3 separate regions of the Sus scrofa genome follow, and all the other regions are linked to region 1. A link is a contact called in public HiChIP or PLAC-seq data. All regions are on one chromosome and are shown on one strand. The core of a region is the stretch at or near the end of the contact, and the rest is flanking DNA. Distances in the headings are between cores, read along the strand shown.

Evidence for each region. HiChIP or PLAC-seq counts read pairs in DNA pulled down with a chosen protein or histone mark.
Region 2: an H3K27ac HiChIP or PLAC-seq map of alveolar macrophages shows a contact between it and region 1. The contact joins the promoter of PRKD3 here to the promoter of LOC100625479 in region 1. A contact is called at or near these places in 2 of 5 promoter capture datasets (fetal liver and liver) and 1 of 2 datasets of contacts at active chromatin or transcription factors (alveolar macrophages).
Region 3: a contact with region 1 is called in an H3K27ac HiChIP or PLAC-seq map of alveolar macrophages. The contact joins the promoter of QPCT here to the promoter of LOC100625479 in region 1. A contact is called at or near these places in 1 of 5 promoter capture datasets (fetal liver) and 1 of 2 datasets of contacts at active chromatin or transcription factors (alveolar macrophages).

Annotation. Positions count from the first base shown.
Region 1 is chr3:102,194,346-102,197,224 of Sscrofa11.1, forward strand. LOC100625479 (cytochrome P450 1B1) reads left to right here and starts at 1,398. Exons shown (of 3, transcript XM_021087620.1): 1 at 1,398-2,879.
Region 2 is chr3:102,840,771-102,843,649 of Sscrofa11.1, forward strand. PRKD3 (serine/threonine-protein kinase D3) reads left to right here and starts at 1,374. Exons shown (of 19, transcript XM_013996212.2): 1 at 1,374-1,558.
Region 3 is chr3:102,821,632-102,824,510 of Sscrofa11.1, forward strand. It overlaps QPCT (glutaminyl-peptide cyclotransferase), which reads right to left and starts at 1,459. Exons shown (of 7, transcript XM_003481245.4): 1 at 1,206-1,459. The coding sequence starts at 1,325.

The DNA of each region.
Region 1 (2,879 bases), core at 148-2,647:
TACTAAATTAAAGCCTAGTGAGAGACTGATACATGAATTATTAGAATAGGGTCTTGCTAAAGCTGGACATTGTAAGACTGTTACTAAACCCCCTTCCAAAGATACATATGCCAAAATAGCCCTGAGAAACCCATGCTTATTTCTTCAGTTGCTCAAAAACCAACTTCATGACAGAGCTGAGTACCCTATCATGAAATGTGAAATCATTTCCAGAGAACCTCTCAAACGCTACTGAATGGAGAATTTTACAAAAAGGTTTTTTCTTATCAGATATTTTACTGTTTGTTTCAGCCTCTCAAAAAGTCAGATTCTTCAGATGTCCTTTTTTAAAAAAACAAATCAGTTTTCCAAAATTAGCTATGAGGCACAGTCTACAATCCTCCCTCATTCAAAACTGATTTACCTGCAAAAGCTGAGCATACTGTTTCTTTAGGATCCTCAGAATCCTCAATTATGTAAACGAAACAACTATTTTTAAAAATTCTTTCATCTGATTTTTTTTAAGGCAAGTAGGAAAGAAAGCATTTGTATCTTTTATCTGAGGATTTCCTTCCATATAAACTTGTATGATAGATCTAGAGTGTGACTTCTTGGGTTCAAATCCTGGCTCCACTTCTTATTAGTTAGTAGGAGGGAGGGTGGCAAGATAGAAAACCACCCCCACTTGGCCCATGCAAGCATTGCAATCACTTTTGGAAAGAGAAATCATTTAAGATTATATCGTATGATTGTAAATGTATTATTACAGTGCGTGTGATCTTGGATAAGTCATATAACCTTTCTAGACCCCCCTACCTCACCAGGAAACAACAGAGATTAGCACCTCCGGAAAAGCGCAAACCACAGAGCTGTTACGTGGTAAGCAATCAACTTAACTTACATTTTGATGACCCCCGGAGGCTTCCTATCTGGGTAACTACCTTACACCCCACCCTTTCCTCCCTGGCTCGTCCGTTCCCCAGCCTTGCGGAAAAGACCTTCTCTTTCTAAGGTCTTTACTAGCTTTTTCCTTTCCTTTCCTTTCCTTTCCTATCCTTTCCTTTCTTTCTTTCTTTTTTCTTTCTTTCAAGAGCCGCACCTGAGGCATATGGAAGTTCCACCAGGCTAGGGGTCTAATCGGTGCTATAGTTGCCGGCCTATACCACAGCCGGAGCAAGGCGGGATCCAAGCTGTACCTACGATCTACACCACAGTTCATGGCAAGGCCAGAGATAGAACCCGCGTCCTCATGGACACTAGCGGGGCTGGTTACCGCCAAGCCACTTGGGGAACTCCTCTACTAGCTTTTTGGAAAGGGCTGCAGCAGCTGGGAAGACTATCCAGCTCCAGCGAATCCGGCTTCCCCTTTGAAAGAAGTGTCCCCATTCGTAGAGCACGCGCGCCCAAATCCGGCCTTCGGGCGGAGGCCCCGGCGGGCGCGGCTGTGCGTGCGCCGCTGAGGGTGGTGGCGGCCCGCACCCCGCCCTCAGCTGCCGCCCCCGCCGCCGCCTCGGCGTGTCAGGTGCTGTGAGAAGCGCCGAGGGATATGACTGGAGCCGACTTTCCAGAAGCGGCGCACGCAAGGCACAGCTCCGCACGCAAGGGGGAGGCGACAGCAGAAGAAACTTTTCAACCCAATAAAGTTCGCAGGCGCGCCGAGATTGGCCTCCTCCTCCCCCACCTCCCTCCAGGAATCTTCAGAGAGCCCCCCGCCCCCCGAGTTCTTCCCAGCTTGGCTGCAGGCCGGGCGCCAAAGACCTCAGACACAGCCTGCGAGACTCCGCGCTCTCCAGTGGGCGGCGCCACCTGGAAGAGTCTCTACGCGGGAAACCTCGGGGCCAGCTGCGGCGCGCCAGCGCTGGCCTTTGTGTGCCAAGGATGGTCGGGGCCTGAGGGTTGGGGAGCGGCGGCTTTTAGAGATTCTCGATCACGCCGCGCAAGGTGAAAGAAGAACTTTGTGCGCTAAAGGGCCTGATATGACGAGCCGATGAGCTTGAAAAGAGAACGTTAAGATGAAAATAAAACAACCCGGGAAGCAGTAAGGCAAACCGCCATTACGACAGAGCTTTCCTCTTTTCCAAACTGACAGGTTTCCTTCCCCGGTTCGGGCGCCCAAGGATCCCGAGGGATTTTCTCTCGGGGAAGGAAGCTCAAGTCACTGAGAGGGAAGTGAGATAGGGCGCCTGGTCCGTGGAGCGCGCTCCCGCCGAGAGCTCAGTGGGCTGCTCTGGTTCTGTCTCGAGCGCGCGTCCCGGGAAACCGTGCAAGCTTAGATGCGGGATGACTGCGAGGAAGAGTGGTTTTCGGGCAAAGGAAAGGCTCCCACCGTGGCTTCCAGGAAAGCCGACAGCTACTGCGCCAAAAGTAGCTCGCGGCACGCCGGGGCAACCTCGCGTGACCACCCGCGCGCGGCGACTCCAGTTGCTGCGGGAGAGGTTTGGGCAGTCCCGGCGCGTCTCGCCCCCGCCCCCCCCGCAAGCCCCGCCCCCGGCAGGTCCAGCGGCCTCCGCCCTTCCCCCCTCCCCCCTACGCAGACTTTAAAAAAGAGAGAAGCGGGATGGCGCATTTTGACTCTGGAGTGATTGTGTGCAAACGAACCACGCCTCTGCGACGCCAGCTGTCAGAGCCTTGCAGGGGGCGTTAGGGCTGGGAATTGACTCCATTCATCGACCCTCAGTCGCAATCCCACGCAGTGAGAAAATCTTGACTTTGCTGAAGCCCCAGGTGCAGCGGGGCTCGGCAAAGGAGGCACCTTTCTTCGTCCCCATCCCAATCCAAGTGTCCCTGGCTCTATCGACGCCTAGAGACTCCAGAGTGGGCGCTAAAGTTCCCAGACTGGCAACAGGTGTCCAGGGCAGGCATCTGACTTCCTGGAGACACTCAGGTTGCCGTTTTGAACC
Region 2 (2,879 bases), core at 124-2,623, 650 kb after region 1:
TAAAAACTAGAGTGAATTTACTTTCAATTTTAAAGTAAAAGAATAGCAGAGTAAGACTCGGTATAAAATACAATTAGATTGAATTAGATATTACTGAATGTGAAATACTTAGTATCTTCTAATTCCCAAAAATATTTCAGAGATGTCTTTTTAAAATATAGCTTCAGGAATTCCTGCTGTGGTGAAACAGGATTGGAGGCATCTTTGGAGTGCTGGGACACAGGTTCGATCCCTGGCTTCGCATGTTGGGTTAAGGATCCAATGTTAAGTTGAAACTGCGGGTTGGATCTGATCCCTGTCCCTGAGCATCCAACAAAGAAAAAGGAAAAAAAAAGGGGGGGGGTAACACTATAGCTTCAGAGTAGACCAGGGTTATACACAATTTTACTTGCCCATCTTTAATATAAATGATTTTAAAATTCCATTTAACTTTAAATCCAGGGAAATCTATTAAGAGTGATGACCTGGTATAAAAAGTGGGGACCCATTTAGCTTTCTTTACTTTCTATTCTCAAAAACTGCCTTCGACCTCTGCGTAGTAATGGATATAGATTGTTGACTGTGGCCCACCTGCTTGTTTCAGTGTATTTTACTTGAGTACTTTTGCGATGAAATTTGGATATAAGGAGAACTAGGAACAATGGGTCTCAGCCGCTCATGCCTTTCTCTCACATAAAACATGTAAAATTTTTCACCTCATGTATTTTTCCTCTAAATTTCACCCCACCTGCGTCCCCCGTCACCGTTGTCAAAGTCACGTGGAAGCCAAGGTTGGGTGACTCTTCGCTGCACTTCACCCCGACGGTAGGTAACACATTCGAGTTTAAAGACAAGTAGGATACACAAAAAACACTGGAAGCAGAGACTTCTCAGAGACTGCTTTAGGCGAAGGGCGCTCGGAGCATCTGCCTTGGTGTGGAATGCCCGGGGCTCCTGTGCCAGGCGACCACCTGGACTACAAGCACTCGGGAGGGAAACGGGGAGCAGTGAGAAGATTTCTCAGGGAGGAAATTGCTCTCTGCTGCAGACCTCTTACAAGTTCCGCGTCCAACTTAATCACCTCTTGGCCCCTGGCCACCATCGCCTCCATCAGAGCGGACGACAAAAACAGTTCAGTAGCAATAATGGGTATCAAGGACAGTGTGTAACTGGAATTAGTACACGGTCGCAGCCCGCTCCCCCGCGGTCACGGAGACGCCAGGACTTCGAAGGGTACAGAGCGAGCCCGAAAGCACCCGGAGCTCCTGTTGCCCTGCGCTATATGTCAAGACAGTGAGCAACATCCCCGCGTGGCTACCACCGTGTCGAGCCCCCGGGGAGACTACAGCTCCCGACAGCCCCCGCGCCGGCCGCGCGCCCCCGCCCCTCGCGCGCCCCCGCCCCGCACGCCCCGGCCCCCCGCCCTCGGGCCTTAGGACGGGACGGGGAGGAGGGAGGGAGGAAGGGGCGCCTGAGGCGGGCGGGATTCTGCGAAGCGCGTGAAGCCTCGCTGGCGTCTGGTCCCGGAGTCAGACGCTGGCGGGCGCGGAGTTTCTCACGACCGGCGGAGCCCGCTTCTGTAAGTAGTCGCCTCAGGGAGCGCGGAACAGACACCGAAAAAGTTAGCGCCGCCGCGGCGGCCGCTTTGTTCTCCCGGCCCGTGGGGTGAGGCGGCAGCCCCTCCCCCACTCACCCGCACGCGGCGGCGGCGGCGGGTCTCGGACTCCGCGCCGGGCTGGGCGGCGGCCGCCGGGGCTGGGTGGTAAGTTGGCTGAGCGCGCCGCGAGAGGAGCGGGCGGTGGGCGCGGGGGCAAGCTGGGGCGCCGGCGCGGCCGCCAGATGGGGCCAAGTTCCGGCGTGGGCGCCGACGCCAACTCGGAGTCGCGCTCCACCAGCGACCACCGCGCCGGGCCCGTAGCTCACAGTCTGTTTCCACGTCCCCCCAACAAGCTCCCCACGCCAGTCCCGCGTTACTCAAGCTGTCGGATTTTGGGTTAGCCTTTCCCTTTGATTTTCTCCACTTTAGTTTGTAGTTGTCTTCAAGGGTGAGTCAACGGTGCTTAGAGAAGGAACGTAAGCCCCCACCCCGGTTTCCTGACTGTGTGTAGTTTTGCAAGTTGCAGCGTTGCTCCGAGTCGGTTTCATCCCTGGGAGCTTTTTCTTAAGATGAAACACCGAGAAGCGTGACTGTTTCTTCGAGCAATAAATATAACCACATACTATTAGATTGCCTGTTGGATATTTTATTTCAAGTCATCGCCGACAGCAGCATAGGCCTTGCCGCGTGCAGGCACGAATGTAAAGCGAGCGACAGCGTGTGTGAGACTTGCAGACTTTTCCATACACAGATTGATGGCTTGGACGTAACTGTCTCTTCAGCCACACCCATCCCCACAGGAAATAAGACTATCGGTGTCATCTTTGATTAGGAAGGATAAGTTACACCCTGAACTACTATTTTGTTCGACATAGCTTTAATGAGCTGTAGTCGTAAATGAAACGAAAATGTTTAAAATTCTGTGATTTGTACCCTAGAAAATGTTATCCTGTTCTGTTTCTACTTTGTACTTAAGGCTGCAGTTCCTAAAGTCTTAGCCGCTCTGATTTTGCTTAGATCAAGCTTACTTATCAACTTTAAGGCAGTGAGGGTGGGGAATACTTATGAATTTGCTGCTGAAGGCGCCCATAAAGTTCCTCGACCGAGGTCTAGGCCACTTTTACTTAATAAAGGAACGCTTTCCTCCTTTCCTGTTAGGATCTGGATTGAGAGTAAGCATGGACATTCAGTCAAAAAAAGTTACAAGTTTTAGTAAAATTATTTAAAACGTGTCAAAGAAAGCCTATGTTAGTTAAGTTTTGCTTCTTAGGTAATAGAGATGTGATAGGCCTGATCATAGGCG
Region 3 (2,879 bases), core at 209-2,708, 630 kb after region 1:
AATGCCCCTTCCCAATTTCTGGCCAGGAAGCAGAAGTTTTAAATCCGTAACTATATTCCTCAATGGATGTTACTCCCACTGAACCCCCATGGAAAGCTCTTCTTACCATGAAGTTATTATTGAGTTGACTATCCTCATCCTCACCAGGTTCTCTATGGCTAGTGGTGTCCACGTGTAAGTGGGGCATGTTATAGCCCTTGAATGGTGAAACTAAAAGTATTACTCATAGGACTGAAGGGGCGATTCATGTACATATGCTTGTGCCTGGGCGGTGGAGCATGGGGCTTTGAGAGGGCCTGTACGTTCACAGGGTGCTCAGTATTTCAAACCTCTGAGTTGATACTGACATTCTGTAACCATTCAAAAGATCTTTTAAACAATATGATCAGTGTTTATATCCCTGCTGCTTTTTGCTTTGCTGCTTTATTTAGTATCTTTGAAAGTATACCATTTTACTCCAGTACCATTAACTTTTGCTTAAGTCCCTAGCAATTACAGGATTTCAAAACTGTTACACAAGAAAGGGAATAATTGCGAAGCTATTTACTGCACGCAGAGGCAACTTGCAGATCATTTTTATCCTAAATTCCATATGTGAAATTTCCACCTACTACTCGATACATTTCCCTGACGATTGCATTTTACTCTCTTTGAAGAAAAAGAAAATGTTAAAGTAAAGCTGGTCTCCATTTACGCGCCTTCGTTCAGAGCTGATCTGCTGAAAAATCTAAAACAGACCAACACTAGTCCGTGCTGACTGCCTGGAAACTTCAGCCTTGGGAGGGCTTCCTTGGATGTCGGGGCGAGGCAGCAGCGGGCACACCTCCCGGCGCGCCCGGCTCCCTGGCGGCGGGGAGCTCGGAGTCCGCGCGCCTCTCAGCTCCCGAGTGGGCGGCGAACCGGCGATGCGCCCTCACCTCCCTGCTCCGCCGCAGAAAGCGAGTCACGCTTCCTGTGTCTATTAGTACCCGCAGCAGACCGCAGCGGAGGGGAGGCCGGTGACATCACCCAGCTCCCGTGGCGTACCCAAAGCAGCCCGGCGGCCAGCGAGGAACATTGGCGAGGACGCAGAACCCCGACCTCTCGGGGCTCCGGAAGGGAGGACCTCGGCTCTGCCTTGCCTCCCATCTTGTCTAGACTGGGGCTCTGGGTCCCGCACCCAGCAAGAGCCACCCAGGTACAATCGCGCAGCAGCAACCCCTCACCTTCTCCTGGGTCCATGCTGCCGCGCTCCGACTGACCCCCTGAGCCGCCAGGGACAGGGTGGCCACCAGCAGCAGCAGGTGGAGAGTGCCCACGAAGCGCCGGTCCCCACTGCCTGTCATCTCTCCAGGACTGTCCCGACGCGGGTTCCCAGAGCCGCCGGCGGTCACGAGCCCGGGAACGCGCGTCCTTCGCCTTCCCCCCCTCTCCACCCTTGGGTCGATAGCTCCCGCCTCCCCATCGCCTCCCGGTCGCCTCCCCACTGCGCTACGCAGGCCAAGGCCGCTTCTCTCCAACCCCCACCTTCCACCTTAGCAACCCAGAGGCTGGGCTGTCCTGGGAGGCACAGGCTTCCGAATCCATGGGAACAGAGACGGCCACTTCCTTGTCTAGGAGAGGAAGAAAGGAAGGAGGGAAGAGACGTGGAAGAAGCTTTTTTTTTTTTTTTTTTAAATCTCCATTGCCTGGGGGTGACTGAGAATACAAAGGGAAGGGAGAGGGTTTCTCAGACCCTGTGAGGTTAGGAAGTGTTTTCCCACGGCTCATTAAGAAGGGATGGACAGGGATCTACATTTACTGAATACTTATGTGCCAGTCACTGTCCTAGGTGCTTTTACGATTTTCCCTTACTTAATCTTCATAACCATGTGAGGTAGGTATTAATTCCATTTTACAGATGAGGAAACAAAGCTTGAACTGGAACCGTCAAACATCCTTTATAACAGCCCATCGTATCTTTCTCTCTCTCTCTCTCTCTCTCTCTCTCTCTCTCTCACACACACACACACACACACACACACACAAATACTTAGCTTGCCTTATAGGAGACAGACCATCGTACTCCCAGACTGAGAAGTATAATTGAGGTAAATTATCTGAAATAAATGAGATAATGTTCACAGTGGCTGTTGAGGCAGCCATCTCCTCCAATCCATACCCTACAAAAGGAAAGCCTAAATACAATGTACTTATTTACTTCGTAACATCAAAAATCACTTACCAAGATAATCCTAGAAACAAGCACTATCTCAGTTTTGTCTGCAGGTTTCTGGTCTAAGTTGTCAGGCAATTACTTCATCATCCTCTTTTCCTTCCAAAATGAGGATTAGGGCATGGGCTGCTCTGAGTCATCTCCTAGTAACTTTTAGATCCCAGAAAAAAAAATATATCAAAATAATGACATTGACACAGACCTACTTCCCAAAGAGCAAAGGTCTGAAGGTAATGGAGTCCGCCAGAAGGCTCACCCACTCTACTCTGTCTTCTTAGGCTTGGCTATAAGAGTGAGTTTGAAAAGGGAAAGGGTTGACCTGGAGATACACCGTCTGCCCTCCTCTGGAGCTACAGGAGAAGACAGGATGGAAATTCCTACTTTCCTGATGTTCAGAATTACTAATCCTATTCGTGTCTCAGAGTTTAGAGTAGCAATTCAAATCTTCAGGTGCAAACAAAATTAAATAGCTTCTTTAGTACATCCATGGACAGTGCTTCTGATAATCAGACCACCTCAGAATACTGGTATACATTCAGAACAAAACTACTGTCACATCTCCCAATACATTTTTTACACTCTTGCTGCTTAGACCAACCTTGAAATAGTGGGTTTCCTAGGTAGCTGGATAAGAAACATGATTATTTTTCTTACCCTATTGCCTTTTTATCTTTCCACAACAAGA